Regions from separate parts of the Mus musculus genome. Here regions 1 and 3 are each linked to region 2. Evidence: chromatin contacts called from public HiChIP or PLAC-seq and promoter capture Hi-C data. All regions are on one chromosome and are shown on one strand. The core of a region is the stretch at or near the end of the contact, and the rest is flanking DNA. Distances in the headings are between cores, read along the strand shown. Region 1 holds the start of Atxn7 (ataxin 7). Region 2 holds the start of Il3ra (interleukin 3 receptor, alpha chain). Region 3 overlaps Slc4a7 (solute carrier family 4, sodium bicarbonate cotransporter, member 7).

Region 1 (4,768 bases), core at 332-2,831, 330 kb after region 2:
AATTCACTCTCTTTGCCTTAAGAAAACCTGGTTTGGTCAAGGCTCCTGCTCTACAGCATCCCCAGAAAGGCACTACTTTCCAAAGCTTAGAACTCTTTCTTTCCCCAGAAAGGCACTACTTTCCAATGCTTAGAACTCTTTCTTTCCAGGTGTTGTCCATAACTAAAGAGATATATGTTAAACTCCCTGCCTGCTTCCTATGCCCATCACTTTGAATTGCCCTTTCCAGAAGGGATCCAGGTTGCTGCCCATTACAGAGAGCCCCTAGAAATGAGATTTCTTCCTAAATGTTCTACCCACCCTCTTCCATCCTCTTCAGCAGAGACCTCAATGTGGCAAGCAGGGAAGGTGGGCTGAAGCAACAAGAAAACTTCCCCAAGGTTGGGTACAAACTCCACCAGGGGGGCTGGACTCACCTTCCCGGCAGAGCCCCATGACTTCGCGGTTTTTCCCAAACTCCTTGAAACTTTCATCCAATTCGGTCCCTAGGAGATATACACACACAGGAGGAGGGGAGAGGCAGGTCAGTGGCTAGGAGTGTGACGCACGCTCACGCACGCTCCGGGTAGGTGTGGGCACCCAGCAGAAGATAGCATCTCTGACCCCCGTGGGGGCGGCCACAGGACACGGCGCGGGGGAGGGGATCGGGGCCAGAGGAGGGGGGCGGGGGGGCGGGGGGAACCAGGAGGCGTGGACACTCACCATCCTTCCCAGGAAGTTTGGAAGCTTCCACCCACAGATTCCACGACTGTCCCAGCATCGCTTCGGGACTGGGCAAGGGCCTGCGCTCCCCAACCGTCGCCATGGCGGCGGCCGAGGTGGTGGTGTCCCCGGTGCCGCCGTCCTCCGCCCGTGGGCGCCGCAGCGGCGGGTGCTGCCGCTGGGGCTGCAGAGGCTGTGGCTGCTGCTGCTGCTGCCGGGCGGCCGCTGCTCCGCCCGCCGCGCGGCGCGGCTCCCCCCTGACGTCATCCGCGGCCCGCTCCGACATTCTTTCCGCTCCTACAATGTAACAAAAAGGGGGAAAAGAGTGGCGCGGGGGCCGCTTTTAAGGAGGCTCCGCGGAGTTCCGGCGGCGTGCGCGGCCCGCAGGCCCGCGGTGCTGTCAGCCCCCGGCCCCTGCCGCCGCCCGCCTCCCCGCCCGGGCGCAAAGTCCGCGGCGCCACCGGCTTTCGCTTTCGCCTCCCGCGGCCCTCGTAGGGCGCCGGCTGCGGCTGCCACTGCGGCGCTGGCCGCCCTGCCGGGCCCGGCTCGGGAGGCCAGCGCCCGGAGCCGAACTGCCGCGACCTCAGGCCTGCCTGCGCCCCGGCCCGCGGCTGCCCACCCTGCGGGCGCTCGCATCCCGGCCCAGCCGGCAGCCCCGCTCCTTCCTTCCGTCCGCGCGTCCGTCCGAGCGGCGGCGCCCGGCCGGCTCCCTTAAGCGGAGGCGCCTCCTGTCGCCTCCTCCCCCTCGCCGGTCCCTCCCTCTCTGCTCGCTCCGGCGAAGTTTGCACGTCAAGCCCCCGGAGTGGAGCCAGGGCGAAGTCGGAAACGCAGCCACCTATGGAAGAGCCTGCCGGTCGGCCCCGGCGCAGTAACGAAAGCGTCGCCCAGGCCCTCCCTCCGGAGCCCCGGGCACCAGCAATTCGCTCTGGGCTCGCGGGAGGCTGCACAGTAGCTGGAGCATGAATGGGAAGCAGCCACTGTGCGGACGCCCAGAAACCAAAGCTGCCAGTGGCAGGTGTGAAAATGCCGCCCAGGTGTTAGCCCAGGCGTCCGCATCGAGCCCCTGCTGCTTGGCCAGCCAGGAACGTGCACTTGAGTGCCCACAACTGAAGGTCACACTGTGTCCTGCGAACTTGAATTTCTTCTCCAGCAAGAAGGAAGCTACAAAATCAGTGTATCACTTTAAAGTTGGGTTGTTAGTCTCTCACTATTTATGGCTGTCTTTCCTAGAATCCGATGAGACCCCCATGGCTTAAGGAATATACCAGACGTTCGTCAGATTTGGATCACAAATTAATAAGCACTAGCACATACAGTCACCCCCTCCCCGACCATCAAACAAGTAAAGCACAGGAGTGGACCACCACAGGGTGCCTTTAGTTCCTATTAAGCTGTTATCTCATTTCAGTAAAGCAGCATCTTTTTAGCCTGCTCAGAGCCTCAGGCTTACAGGTGCCTTCTGGGACTGTATGAAGAGGTGAGCTTTCTCGACTTGCTGCTATTATCTGTTGGCTTTGGGGGGGGGGGCAAATATTTAGTAAGACAGATGTGACCAACATCTCTGTTGAAGTACAAAAAACCTTTCAAATGTTAAAATGAACGCAAAAGTGCATATGAAAATGTTTCCATAATATATTAAAGCCAGGACTTGGAGAAGGGGTTTGACATAGGTGCAAGTTTAAAAGCTTGAGCTGGGTGTGGTATGCACCCAGAGTCCCCAGTGTTTGGGAGGCTGAAGCAAGTGTGCAGCATCGTAATACAGGTGAGACTGAGAAACACAGTAAGAGCTTGTCTTAAATAAATAAAGCAGAAACACAATTTCTGTGAGACACATTTAGAAATGTGTCTATAGGGTCCCCCCCCCCCACTGGATTGCACACCAAGAAATCCAAAAAGGAATCTGCTGAGTGTTTATCAAAGGACAGTTGCTTTTTGAACACTCAGGCTATACACCTACATACAGATTCAACTAACTGAAGTTTGGAATATATTTTCCTTAATTTAAAAACTGAGCCTGGCATGGTGGCACACATCTTTAATCCCAGCACTTGGGAGGCAGAGGCAGGCGGATTTCTGAGTTCAAGGCCAGCCTGGTCTACAGAGTGAGTTCCAGGACATCCAGGGCTATACAGAGAAACCCTGTCTCGAAAAACCCAAAAAATTAAATAAATAAATAAATAAATAAATAAATAAAAATAAATAAATACTGTATCCATGCAGGGCAGTTACATATTTTTTAAAATTTATCTAAATACAATGTAACAACTATTTACATAGAATCTACATTTTATGTAAGTACTGTAAGTAATCCCGAGGTGATGTGCTGTAGACTGAGAGATGGTGTATAGGTTTTGTGTCATTTTATAGAAGGGATCTGAGCATCTGTCAATTTGGGATTCTGTGGGAGTCATGGAATATCAAGAGATGACTTTTAAATTTAAGATTTTTAAATCTAAAAAATAATTTCTGTAATAATGAGCAAGGTTAGAATACATATTACCATTACTAACATAGCTTGTGTGTCTCCAATGCAGGTTTTCAAATTTTTCATTAATCTAGATTCATTGAAACATTTGCATAAATGTTTCCCAAGATGTAATATATATGACTTATTTATTAGTTTGGATTTTGTAATTCTACATTTGTGATAAATTAAAATATGAATTCTACTGGTCCTTGGAATTGCTAACTTAATGTAGAGCTTAGATAGAAGCACTATCGATGAGATACCAAGACCATAGCTATTGGATACTCAAAACAAAAGCACTTAGGTACCACACTTGGGAGATTGTATCCTGAGTACAAACATTCTGATTGCTGGACAGATAGGTTGAGAAAGAAAGAAAAGTGAGAATAGAGAACATGAAGCTTGACCTCACTTCCTAAAGATACTGCTTTCACAATTCATTGCTTGATCCTTCTGCCTTCACAACACTAATGGAACTTCTAACCAATAAAGATCAATATGGCAATTTGATTTCTGCTTGATAATTCTTTCATTTTCAAAGTTTTTTATCTCGTATACTAAGAACAGGTCTTAAAATTATAAATACAAGATCTCAGCATCACGATAGTTACTAAAACACATCAATAATACCTATTGAGCACCAAGGTACAAGGGACATGCCACTAGGTACTTTAGCACACTGTTTTAATATTAACCATTTTATACAGTCCACGTTGAACTATTTATAACTGACAAAGAGGCTAAGTGGTGGCATACACCTTTAATCCCAGTACTGGCGAGGCAGAGGCATGTGGCTCGCTGTGAGTTCAAAATCAGATTATAGAGTGATCTCCAGAGCAGCCAAAGCTACATAACAGAGAGAACTTGTCAAAAAACAAACAAAACGAAATGAAAACAAAACAAGTAACAAGAAAGGGAGGTGGGGCTCCAACGCCAGCCTCTTTTTGCTAGATTGAGAAGGAGCTCGTCCACTTACAAGTAAGCAACCTTGGGCACGTTACCAGTTTCCTAATATGTCAATACCCTAATCTGTAAAATGGAGATAAGGCCAGGCTTCTAAGGACTACAGGAAACGATCCTTTGAAAGCACTTGGTACCAAGACTAAGTTATTATTCTGACTTGCATCAGACTGAGCAACTCAAACCCTGAATGCAAGAGTATCTGTAGCATTGCATATCATGACATTTACTACCAAGTTAAAGATGATGCGGAGGAAAGCAGATCCCGGCACTTCCCAGCCAGGTCCTCTTTGTCTTTACCACCCATCAAAAGTCCTACTAGTTTATAAAAATGACAGATTCTAGTATTATCTGCAGTTGTTTTAGGACTCCTAATTAGTAGTTTGAAGGAGTTACCAATAGAAGCAAAAGAAAGAAAGTGTGTCTGCTATTCAAATGTTGGCAACCTTTTAAAAGTATTCCTTATACAAAGAACATTGTTTGTGAACAATAATAAAACAGAAATCCAAATACTTAGTTTTTCCTGTCAGGAAAGAAACTAATGACCTTGTTTATAAATATTCCATCCTCCATACCCCCTCCAAACTATAAAGAGAATGGGCCATACAACTTATACACATTTAATATAGTTATAATATG
Region 2 (4,780 bases), core at 670-3,169:
CATAAATTTGCACAAGAAGTGACTGGGCAGAGCCTGAAGTGACTGACAGGCAGAAGAGGAAGCAGAGGGCAGGGCCGGATGGGTGGTAGGGGCGGAGTCTGGAATGATTGGCATGGTGAGAAGTTTGTGCTGGGGGCAGGAATAAGACTGGAAGTGGGCATGGCAAGGCATGGAATGCTGGTGGGCGTGGCAGGAAGTGACTGGTGGGTGGGGCCTAGAGTGACTCACAGCAGAAAGTGGGCATGGCCAGGATGACGGACAGTGTGGAGATCCCTACCCACCCAAGCCCCACACCCTGGATGACTGACAGCCAACTCCGCCCACCAACCAGGGCTTGCCCCTCACCCAGACAAAGATGTCCCTGCCCTTCCTGCAAAAAGCCCCTGTCGTGATGTCAGCGCCGGGGGCGGGGTCCCAGCTCAGTGTGTAGTGGGCGGGGTCGATATGCAGGTTCTGGATGGGCGTGGTCACAGCAGTGGGTGGAGCCTCACGGACCGCAGCTGTTGTCAAGGGGAGGTGGGGTGGGGCTTGAGTGACAGGTGACATCATCCACAGTTGTGGGAGGTGCCTGGGCTTTGATTGACACCATTCTCCGTGACAGGAAGTGAGGGGGTGGAAAAGAAAGGAAGTGGGCGGGACTTAGGCTTTGATTGACACCCAGATGACATGAGAGGCAAGTGACATGTCCCTAGGTGACATCATTGGTCCCCTATGACAGAAAGCGATGGGGCGGGGCCTCTCTTAGTGATGTCTTCGACCAGGATGATGATGGCATCCACCATCAGTGGGCGTGGCCTGAGCCTTGATTGACAAGGGGGGGTGCAGAGATGACTTCATTCGCCATGACAGGAAGTTAGTGGGCAGGGCTTGAGCTGAGATTGACACCCGGAGCTGGGACAGGCCAACAAGAAGGGAAGAGCTTAGGGGGCGGGATTTGGGTTTTGATTGACATCTGGGGGTGAGAATGACATCATCCTTCGTGACAGGAAGTAAGGTTTGGGAGAGGAAGCAAAGGGGTGGGACCAGAGCTCTGATTGACACCTGGATGAAGTCACAGAACAGGACAGGAACCGGGTGGATGGGGCATTGGGTGACTGACAGGTGACACCATCCTTCGCCAGGGGGCTGGGCCTGAGTCTTGTGAGACACCCGGGGGTGGGGCCCCGACCGACAGGAAGTGGGGGGCGTGGCCCGAGCATAGGCCCTGCCCCATGAAGACACCTACCCAGATCTGAAGAGTGGGATGCCAGGAGCCCCAGGATGAGCCACAGGTTGGCGGCCATGATAGGAGGGCGGGGCTGGAGCCTCGGAGGCCTGGGGGCGGGGCCGGGGCGTGAGGGGCGGGGCCGGGGCGCAAGCGGACTCCACCTCCTGATCCCGACCCCTTCACGATGCTTCTGGTTCCTGTCATGGTCCATTGCGGTCATTCCCCTGCCTCAGCTGCTCACTCGCGGTTATCCCCCTGCCTCAGCTTCACTGTCCCCAGTGTCACATCGCGAGGCAGGGGTATGGGTATGCCCAGGAGTGAACAGCATGAGGCAGGAGCATGTCCATCAGTGCAGATGACAAGGCAGAGGGATGGCAGCGGTGACCGGAAGCAGAAACGGAGGCTGGAGGATGCTGGCAAGTGAGCGGAAGGAGGGACGGAGTCAGGGAGACGCCCGCGAGTAAACAGTGTGAGGCAGGGGGATGACCACGAGTTAGTTTCTGAGGCAGGGGGATAATCACGATGGACACAGAAAAGCAGAGAGGGAGGGAGCGACGGCTGGGGAATGCCTGTGAGTGAGGATCTGAGGCCAGGAATGATGGCAGTGAGCAGAAGGAAGGACGGAGGCAGGGGGATGACCGCCGAGGCCCCGCCCCCTGACCCCGCCCACCCCCGCCCACCCCGCGGACCGGACCTGAGTGGCGCCCACGGCGCTGGCGGCGTCCGTTCCTGTCCTCGGGGGTCTGGGGGTCGGAACTGCTTACAGGGCAGAGGACTGCGACCCTGCCCGTGACCCCAGAGGCCCCGCCCCGCCCCGACCGCGCCCATGGTCCCGAGATTGAGCAACTTCCTGAGATAGTGGGGGCGGGGCGGGGCCTCGGGAGTCACGCGGGAGGGATGGACGGAGCTGAGGCGGGAGGATGACCGCGATTGCGGGTGATGGGCGGCCACGGCCACGCCGGCCGCGTCATCGCGTTCGTTTATTAAAAAAAAAAAATGAAACTGGAAGTCGTTCCCGTCAGTCACGGGCGAGCGGGCGTGACGTCCTGCCGCAGACAGGAAGTCGCTCTCCTGTCATCCGTTGCAACTGTACTCGCAGTCATCCCCCTGCCTCAGCTCTTTCGTTACTCACGGGAATCCCCCTGCCTCACTCACACCCGCAGTCACTGACAGCTGCCATCATACCCCTGCTTTGTAGCGGTTGTTCACTACCTGCCATCCTCCTGCCTCAGCTCTGCCTCATGCCTGAAGGCATCCCATTGAGACCCACGGAACTTAACTTGTGAGCGGACCCTGCCCTGTCTTCATCCCCCCCCCCCCCCACACACTCTGTGAGAGCAGAGCTCACAGCGGACGTCACAGCTGTGCTTAGGAGGCCGCCCCACCCGGCCCACGCGCACAGAGCTTTGCACACCGCCCCCTCCATAGTGACCGCAGGGTCAGGATAGGCCGGGGATGCCTCACAGGCCGCCTTATTTCCGTTTCCGTTTTTGTTAATGCGGGGGCGCGCGCGCAGCGGAGACGCAGGGGGCGGGGCAGAGGCGCAGAATTTGTCCTGTGCTGCAGTGAAGCTGCTGTTGCCGCCATCCTGGCCACCGCGTCACGTGACCTTTCCTGATCCGAGTCCCGGGGTTGGTGCCCCCTGCAGGACGACGCGTGCGTCCGCTGAAAGTAGCCCTTTGCTGATCCTCACAGCTCTGCCTTAAAAATGAACCTGGGGTGGAGTGAGGTGGGGTGGGGTGGGGTGGGGTTGGGGGGAGGGGGAGAGGGAGAGGCTGGATGGACGAACGGTCGGTGGCTCAGCAGGTAAGACAGACGCTAAGACAGACGGGTACCAGCACAGTGGGGTCTTCATCCCCATGACAGCCTGGCCCTGTGGGGACGACTATGCCTGTGACAGCCTGGTTGTGTGGGAGGACCAGGACAGACTTTGGAGCTTCAGGCCAGAAGATGCATTCCGTGTTAACAGCTCTGTGGGATGTTAGATAATGATGAGAACAGTGCAGACGATGGAGGCCTGGCTTGTGAAATTTCAGAGGGAAAGTTAAAGACTCTTTTCAGGACCATTGTTACTCTTTTCAGGACCATTATGAAGATTCTGTGGTTCTGGTTAGCTGCGGCTGAAGAATCAGCTGTGATTAACAAGATACCAGAACTACTAAAGCAAAAATTTTGCATTACTGGGACTATTGATGCTGGTTAGCTGGAGCTAAGAAATTAGCAGTGATTAAGAAGAGACCAGCATCGTTGAGGTGACATCTTCTGGGAAGTGTTTTCTGAAAGCACAGAGGTTGTGTTCCAGAAATAGCCAAGGTTGTACCTCGTGCTGAACCTGGACTTAGTAATGTGTAAGAGTCACTCAGGTGGTACTGGTTTTGAAGGAATGAAGTGGTCACGCAAAGCAGCTGAGCCTTGGCACCATGAGAGGCCATGGAAGGCCATTGGTGAGGTGCAGCCTCAGTTGCAAAAGACGCCCCAGGACTGAAGAGATCATGCAGTGTTTTGGAGATTCTAGGACCATGAGATGACCACCAAGACCAGCAGCAGTGGAGTACAGGCGGCTGGAGCCTAGAAGGGCAAGGCTGAAGAAGTGACCTAAGCCCTTGGAGGAGCCCAGAAGATCGTGAGTTGGATCCCAGACACTGGACAATTGGAGATTAAATTTTGCTTTTGATTGTGACTGTGCCCTGGTATTTTTTGCTCTTGAAGGAAGTACTTTGGATTTTAAAAGATATTGTGTCTCAGTCGGGGTTTCTGTTCTGCACAAACATCATGACCAAGAAACAAGTTGGGGAGGAAAGCGTTTATTCAGCTTACACTTCCACATTACTGTTCATCACCAAGGAAGTCAGGACTGGAACTCTAGCAGGTCAGGAAGCAGAAAATGATGCAGAGGTCATGGAGGGATGTTCCTTACTGGCTTGTTTCCCCTGGCTTGCTCAGCCTGCTCTCTTATAGAACCAAGACTACCAGCCCAGAGATGGTCCCACCCACAAGGGGCCTTTCCCCCTTGATCACTAATTGAGAAAATGCCTTACAGTTGTATCTCATGGAGGCATTTCCTCAACTGAAGCTCTGTTCTCTGTGATAACTCCTGCTGTGTCAAGTTGACACAAAACCAGCCAGTAAATATTGTATATTTTAAAGGATTGAACTTTTAATATGTAAAGACTATGGGACTTTTAAAGTTGTTTAGATCTTGGGGATGACTAAGAAACTAAGGGATGGATCTTGGTTCCCGGATCCCTAAAGACTAGTCTGCTCAGGTGAGAGTGCAGACTACAGAAGCTACACAGCTTCTGGGACAGGCAGAAGTGACACAGCTTCTGGGGCAGACCCCATTTCAGGCTCCAGACATCCAATACCTTCCCTGCAAGAGGACAGGTGTCTGCCCTGCCTGGGAGGGCTTTGCCGGAGCACCTGGGAGAGCCATCTTGGTTCCCAGATCCCTCAGGGACTAGTCTATGCAGGTGAGAGTGCGGACTACAGAGCTACACACCTTCTGGGACAGGCCCTGTTTCAGGCCTTCATCTTCTGCCAGGAGGCAGGTCCGAATGCCAGATATCTGTGCAC
Region 3 (4,879 bases), core at 66-2,565, 450 kb before region 2:
TCTGGAAATCAGTTTGGCGGTTCCTCAGAAAATTGGACATAGTACTACCGGAGGATCCTGCAATACCTCTCCTGGGCATGTATCCAGAAGATGTCCCAATAGGTAAGAAGGACACCTGCTCCATTATGTTCATAGCAGCCTTATTTATAATAGCCAGAAGCTGGAAAGAACCCAGATGCCCCTCAACAAAGGAATGATACAGAAAATGTGGTACATTTACACAATGGAGTACTACTCAGCTATTAAAAAGAATGAATTTATGAAATTCCTAGGCAAATGGATGGACCTGGAGGGCATCATCCTGAGTGAGGTAACCCAATCACAAAGGAATTCACACAATATGTACTGATAAGTGGATATTAGCCCAGAAACTTAGGATACCCAAGATATAAGATACAATTTGCTAAACGCATGAAACTCAAGAAGAAGGAAGACCAAAGTGTGGACACTGCCCCTTCTTAGAATTGGGAACAAAACACCCTTGGAAGGAGTTACAGAGACAAAGTTAGGGGCTGTGACAAAAGGATGGACCATCTAGAGACTGCCATATCCGGGGATCCATCCCACAATCAGCTTCCAACACCATTGCATACACTAGCAAGATTTTGCTGAAAGGACCCAGATATAGCTCTCTCTTGTGAGACTATGCAGGGGCCTAGCAAATACAGAAGTGGATGCTCACAGTCAGCTATTGGATAGATCACAGGGCCCCCAATGGAGGAGCTAGAGAAAGTACCCAAGGAGCTAAAGGGATCTGCAACCCTATAGGTGGAACAACATTATGAACTACCCAGTACACAGGAGCTCTTGATTCTAGCTGCGTATATATCAAAAGATGGCCTAGTCGGCCATCACTGGAAAGAGAGGCACATTGGACTTGCAAACTTTATATGCCCCAGTACAGGGGAACACCAGGGACAAAAAGTGGGAGTGGGTGGGTAGGGGAGTGGGGGGGGGGAGGGTATGGGGGACTTTTGGGATAGCATTGGAAATGTAAATGAGGAAAATACCTAATAAAATATTTAAAAAAATTAAACCAGGACAAAAATCAAGTAAGAATTTAAAAGTACAGTTGTATACCGGAAATGAAGCACAGCACTGAACTTCAGAACATAAAACCTCAAGGCTGTTGCTTCCGACTAACAGCCAAAGAAGTCATGGAGTAGCATACAAAGTATTTTTGTAAACCCTAACTACCAAGCAGGAAGTCACTGTGAGAAGCTGAAGATTGACTTTGTCTTCTGTAGGATATCAAATGTGCTTCCTATTTTCTACTTCTCCATAAACTAAGTGTAATACTTTGCTTTCTTTTGCTCCATAAGGCAGTATGACACCCTGGCTCTGGATGACAGATGGTTACTCCAAACATAAGGCTCCAGCATGCACTGTGCACTAAGCATCCATGACCCCACAGACGCTCCACTGTAAGGGTAACTATGGGGGCTGAGCCATGCTTCATTATCTTGTAATACAGTTCAATCCTAGGAGACTTACCCATTTTATGTTGTTGTTTCTTTCCTTTACTATCTTGAAATGAATGTCTAAACTACGCCAAGTAAAATGCATTGAGTCCTAAGAATAGCATAAAGTAAGAAAAGACTGGAGAGTAGGCTCAGTGGTTGAAAACATTTGCAGAGGTCAGAATGCAGTTAGTCAATGAAGACCTTTACGTGGGCCATGGAGGGAAAAAGCAGAAGCACAAACTGTTTTGCAAGCACTGGAAATGAGAAAGACAAGACTGACAAGAGAACTCACCGTAGATCAGGGAGGCAGTAAGCACTACCACAAGAAACAGCCCTAAGCGAAGGATCCCCCTCCTGGTAAACAACAGTCACAATAGTCCTATGTGTGGCAAGTGTAAACTACCTCTCCCAAGTGTAACTGAACTTTCCAAAGCTATATTGTTCTTCATCTCACCCCATGGCTTAACAATTTTACAATGAGACACAAGAAGTTCTTCATATGAAAAACAGGAGCGAAGTCAATCCAAGTCAAAATAAAATTAGTCAAGAAAAACGGGCCTTGAGCAGAGAGATGAGTGTTATCAAGAAAATGTTAACACACCACAGGGTAAAGTTTCTACGTTTAAAACAGAAAGCAAAGTTGGACCGGCATTTAAAATAAACATTACCTTCAACATTTCCCAACTATAAAAAACATTTTTTTCTTCTCTTCCCCCCCCTTCCTCCCTCCCTTCCCGGCCTCTCTCTCTTCCCCCTCTTACACAAGAGCTGGGTGCAGGAGGCAGAAGCCACTCACTTTCCGTTCTCCAGCCTCAGCTTAAACAAAAAACATTTGCAGCACTCCTAACAACAAGGTAAAAAACAACAGCCAAGGCCGTGATATGTAGACTTTTATTGCTCTTTCAACTTACAATAACATCTACAGAAAATAGTTTTCTCTAACAATTAGGAAACAAATGTGAAAGGCAGGATGGTTCACATTATAGACTCAGGTAGAGACTTGTACTTCATATAGATGAAAAATATCAGGTCTACAATTTGTTTAATTGACTTTGGATTTTATTATAAAAGAAAATACCATCGCAATTATAAATGTCATAAAAATTGTAATTGTATTGAGAAGTTACACCAAGGTATCAAATATTATATAAATGGACAATAAATTTAAAATTTAATTTAAGCCTAACATAGTAAACATTGGAAGACACCTTACCCCTACAAAGCCAAAACCAAAGGAGCAAAAGAAAAGCTACAGAACAGAAACAATCAATGTGCAAAAAATGATTAGAAACCAGAGAACTGGGGCTTACCCTCTAAGTACATACAGGTTAAAAATGTAAAACAATCTTTATGTGATTCCTTTTGACCATTTACTTTCCAGAAAGTTAAAAGAGACCTTACAATGATCACATCTTATGATTAGAACACTATTTTAAAAGTTGAATGCAGCTTGGCTTTAAATTTACTTTCTAAAAATAAATAATTGTTGGGACTAAATGAAGACAGTTCATGTATTTGCACTACAAATGATAACAATGATGGAATCTACATAAATAAATTTCAGACATGTAAGTTACTTAAATAAACACTCTGAATTACAATGTTCTTTTAATGGCTCACATATCTGACTCTGTCAGGACACACATGCAGAGCTGCACACACTGCTCAAACTTCAGAAAGCTCTGGCATCACACCTCACTGTCAGAGACCATTCTTCTTTCTGAACAATTTTGAACGTGCCTTTGTGAAAGGAAAGCCAGAAAGCGTATACTCAAGCCAAGCCTTCCAGCATGTGGAAGAAACAAACACTTTGGGGATGAAAACAAGAGTTAGTGATTCTCAGCAGTAAACAAATCTTTATAAATACATGCATTAACACACAAAAACATTTCATCCTACATGTCTTAGAGAAAGCTTGGCAAATCTGAACATTGGTATGCCACGAGTTTTAAAAAAGTTAAGAGAGTTAAGAGTGATTTCATACACATACACAAACACTCACACAATATTTTAAAGACCTTGTACTTTAACTTTTGCATATCTAATATTATTAAAAATATATATAGAATCAACCCTTTAGCATTGGGAAGCTAGTTTACTGTTTTCTCAAAAGCTCCTACTTTAGATTGAAATAGCAATAGAAAGGAAATAAGTATCAGATAGTTTACACCAGGTTTCATTATAGTCTTTGTAAACGGACATCTATAAATAAATAAAATATGGTGGAGGGAAGAACGTCCTGAGGTGGCCCCATGGCCGTGGTGTTCAGTAGCACTAAGCTCCGTTTGAAAATCAAGGCATCTAAGAAAGTGCAGGGCTGTGTCTCTGAACTTATTCTGTAAATGGGTATGTACAAATTTAATTATTTTGCACCTTGAGGTAAATCAGTACATAGCAATTACTACTGCTCATATACACCTATTTAAGGCAGCATTAAAAATATATATATATATACACACACACATATATATGTATATATATATTTAAAATTATCTCTCTTGCTGTCTTGCAATGAATGTTATTCATGATTGTTATTTTCAAAAATAGCACAAGAAATGTAACCACCTGAAAGAAGCAGTAAATTACCTCTGCTCTTCAGGGGAGTAGTCCTATTAGATCACTTTGTAAGTCAAGTAGTCAAAAGAAAGCAGAAGCCATTAATAACCAAAACCACAGTGAAACATCTTAGATACAAAATATTCCGTAAGTCATGGTTTTTCCGCCCCTGGCACTGGACAAAACATATATAATTAAATAAATCACAGGAAGATTATGATAACAGGTAGTCTTCAGTTTAAATTTTAAAATCACTTCCTGTAAAATAGATTTAACCCTTTGATGTCCTTACACAAGAAAATGGTGTGAGGAAATTCTCTTGTTTGGGTACTTCAGGGGTTGGGGTAGGGTTATATTTAGCAGCAAATGGGAACTTTGGAAATGAATGTGCTGCTGAGTGCAAAGGAACCACTTCAATGGAGGTCACCTGTGACCATAAGCACCATGGCAACCTTCCCTATCACATGCTAAGAAGCCCAATAGAACTCGTCAGATAGTACCAAATGCTGCCAGCTACTATTCTAATAAGAATCCAACTACATGATCTCAGATGAGGGAATTACATTAATTGGTACATTGTTTAGAATAAACGAAAATGATTTGCTAAAGTTTAGAATAAACTTGCTAAAAATAATTTGATTTAAAGATCAGTTTCTTCATACTTTTAAATGTTAGTTTGCAGTGGCTAGAGAACATTAGAATTTCCTTAAAACATCTGCCTGAACCTTCGCATTTCATCACCTTCGGTGTCTCTAGTGTTGCTCACCATTTCTATGTATTATCTGTCCTCTTGCCAAATCAAGTTTCATAGCCCCAAACTCTCTGTCCCAAAGGCTAAAATAGCCTTTACTTATTTTGTG

The links. HiChIP or PLAC-seq counts read pairs in DNA pulled down with a chosen protein or histone mark. Capture Hi-C pulls out chosen DNA fragments and counts their contacts.
Region 1: a contact with region 2 is called in a promoter capture Hi-C map of adipose tissue. The contact joins the promoter of Atxn7 here to the promoter of Il3ra in region 2. A contact is called at or near these places in 1 of 484 Hi-C or Micro-C datasets (the G1E-ER4 cell line), 4 of 115 datasets of contacts at active chromatin or transcription factors (embryonic stem cells, extraembryonic endoderm stem cells, memory CD8 T cells and 1 more) and 2 of 9 other capture datasets (adipose tissue and liver).
Region 3: an H3K27ac HiChIP or PLAC-seq map of acute myeloid leukemia shows a contact between it and region 2, with 4 times the contacts expected there. The contact joins the enhancer-like site here to the promoter of Il3ra in region 2. A contact is called at or near these places in 1 of 484 Hi-C or Micro-C datasets (bone marrow-derived macrophages), 3 of 115 datasets of contacts at active chromatin or transcription factors (acute myeloid leukemia, bone marrow-derived macrophages and large pre-B cells) and 4 of 9 other capture datasets (adipose tissue, embryonic stem cells, liver and 1 more).

What each region holds. Positions count from the first base shown.
Region 1 is chr14:14,009,304-14,014,071 of GRCm38.p6, reverse strand. Atxn7 (ataxin 7) reads right to left here and starts at 1,581. Exons shown (of 12, transcript NM_139227.4): 1 at 1,322-1,581; 2 at 703-999; 3 at 417-485. The coding sequence starts at 988.
Region 2 is chr14:14,343,634-14,348,413 of GRCm38.p6, reverse strand. Il3ra (interleukin 3 receptor, alpha chain) reads right to left here and starts at 1,919. Exons shown (of 12, transcript NM_008369.1): 1 at 1,902-1,919; 2 at 1,226-1,404; 3 at 346-500. The coding sequence starts at 1,283.
Region 3 is chr14:14,797,402-14,802,280 of GRCm38.p6, reverse strand. Slc4a7 (solute carrier family 4, sodium bicarbonate cotransporter, member 7) reads right to left here. Exons shown (of 26, transcript NM_001360504.1): 26 at 2,338-4,879. Among named protein-coding and RNA genes, the nearest start is that of Nek10, 21 kb to the left of the region's middle. Within about 2 kb of position 1,315, at least 42 of the 459 cell types and tissues checked have an H3K27ac peak or open chromatin away from gene starts, as enhancers often do. A contact at or near this core is called in acute myeloid leukemia and bone marrow-derived macrophages, where this site is marked.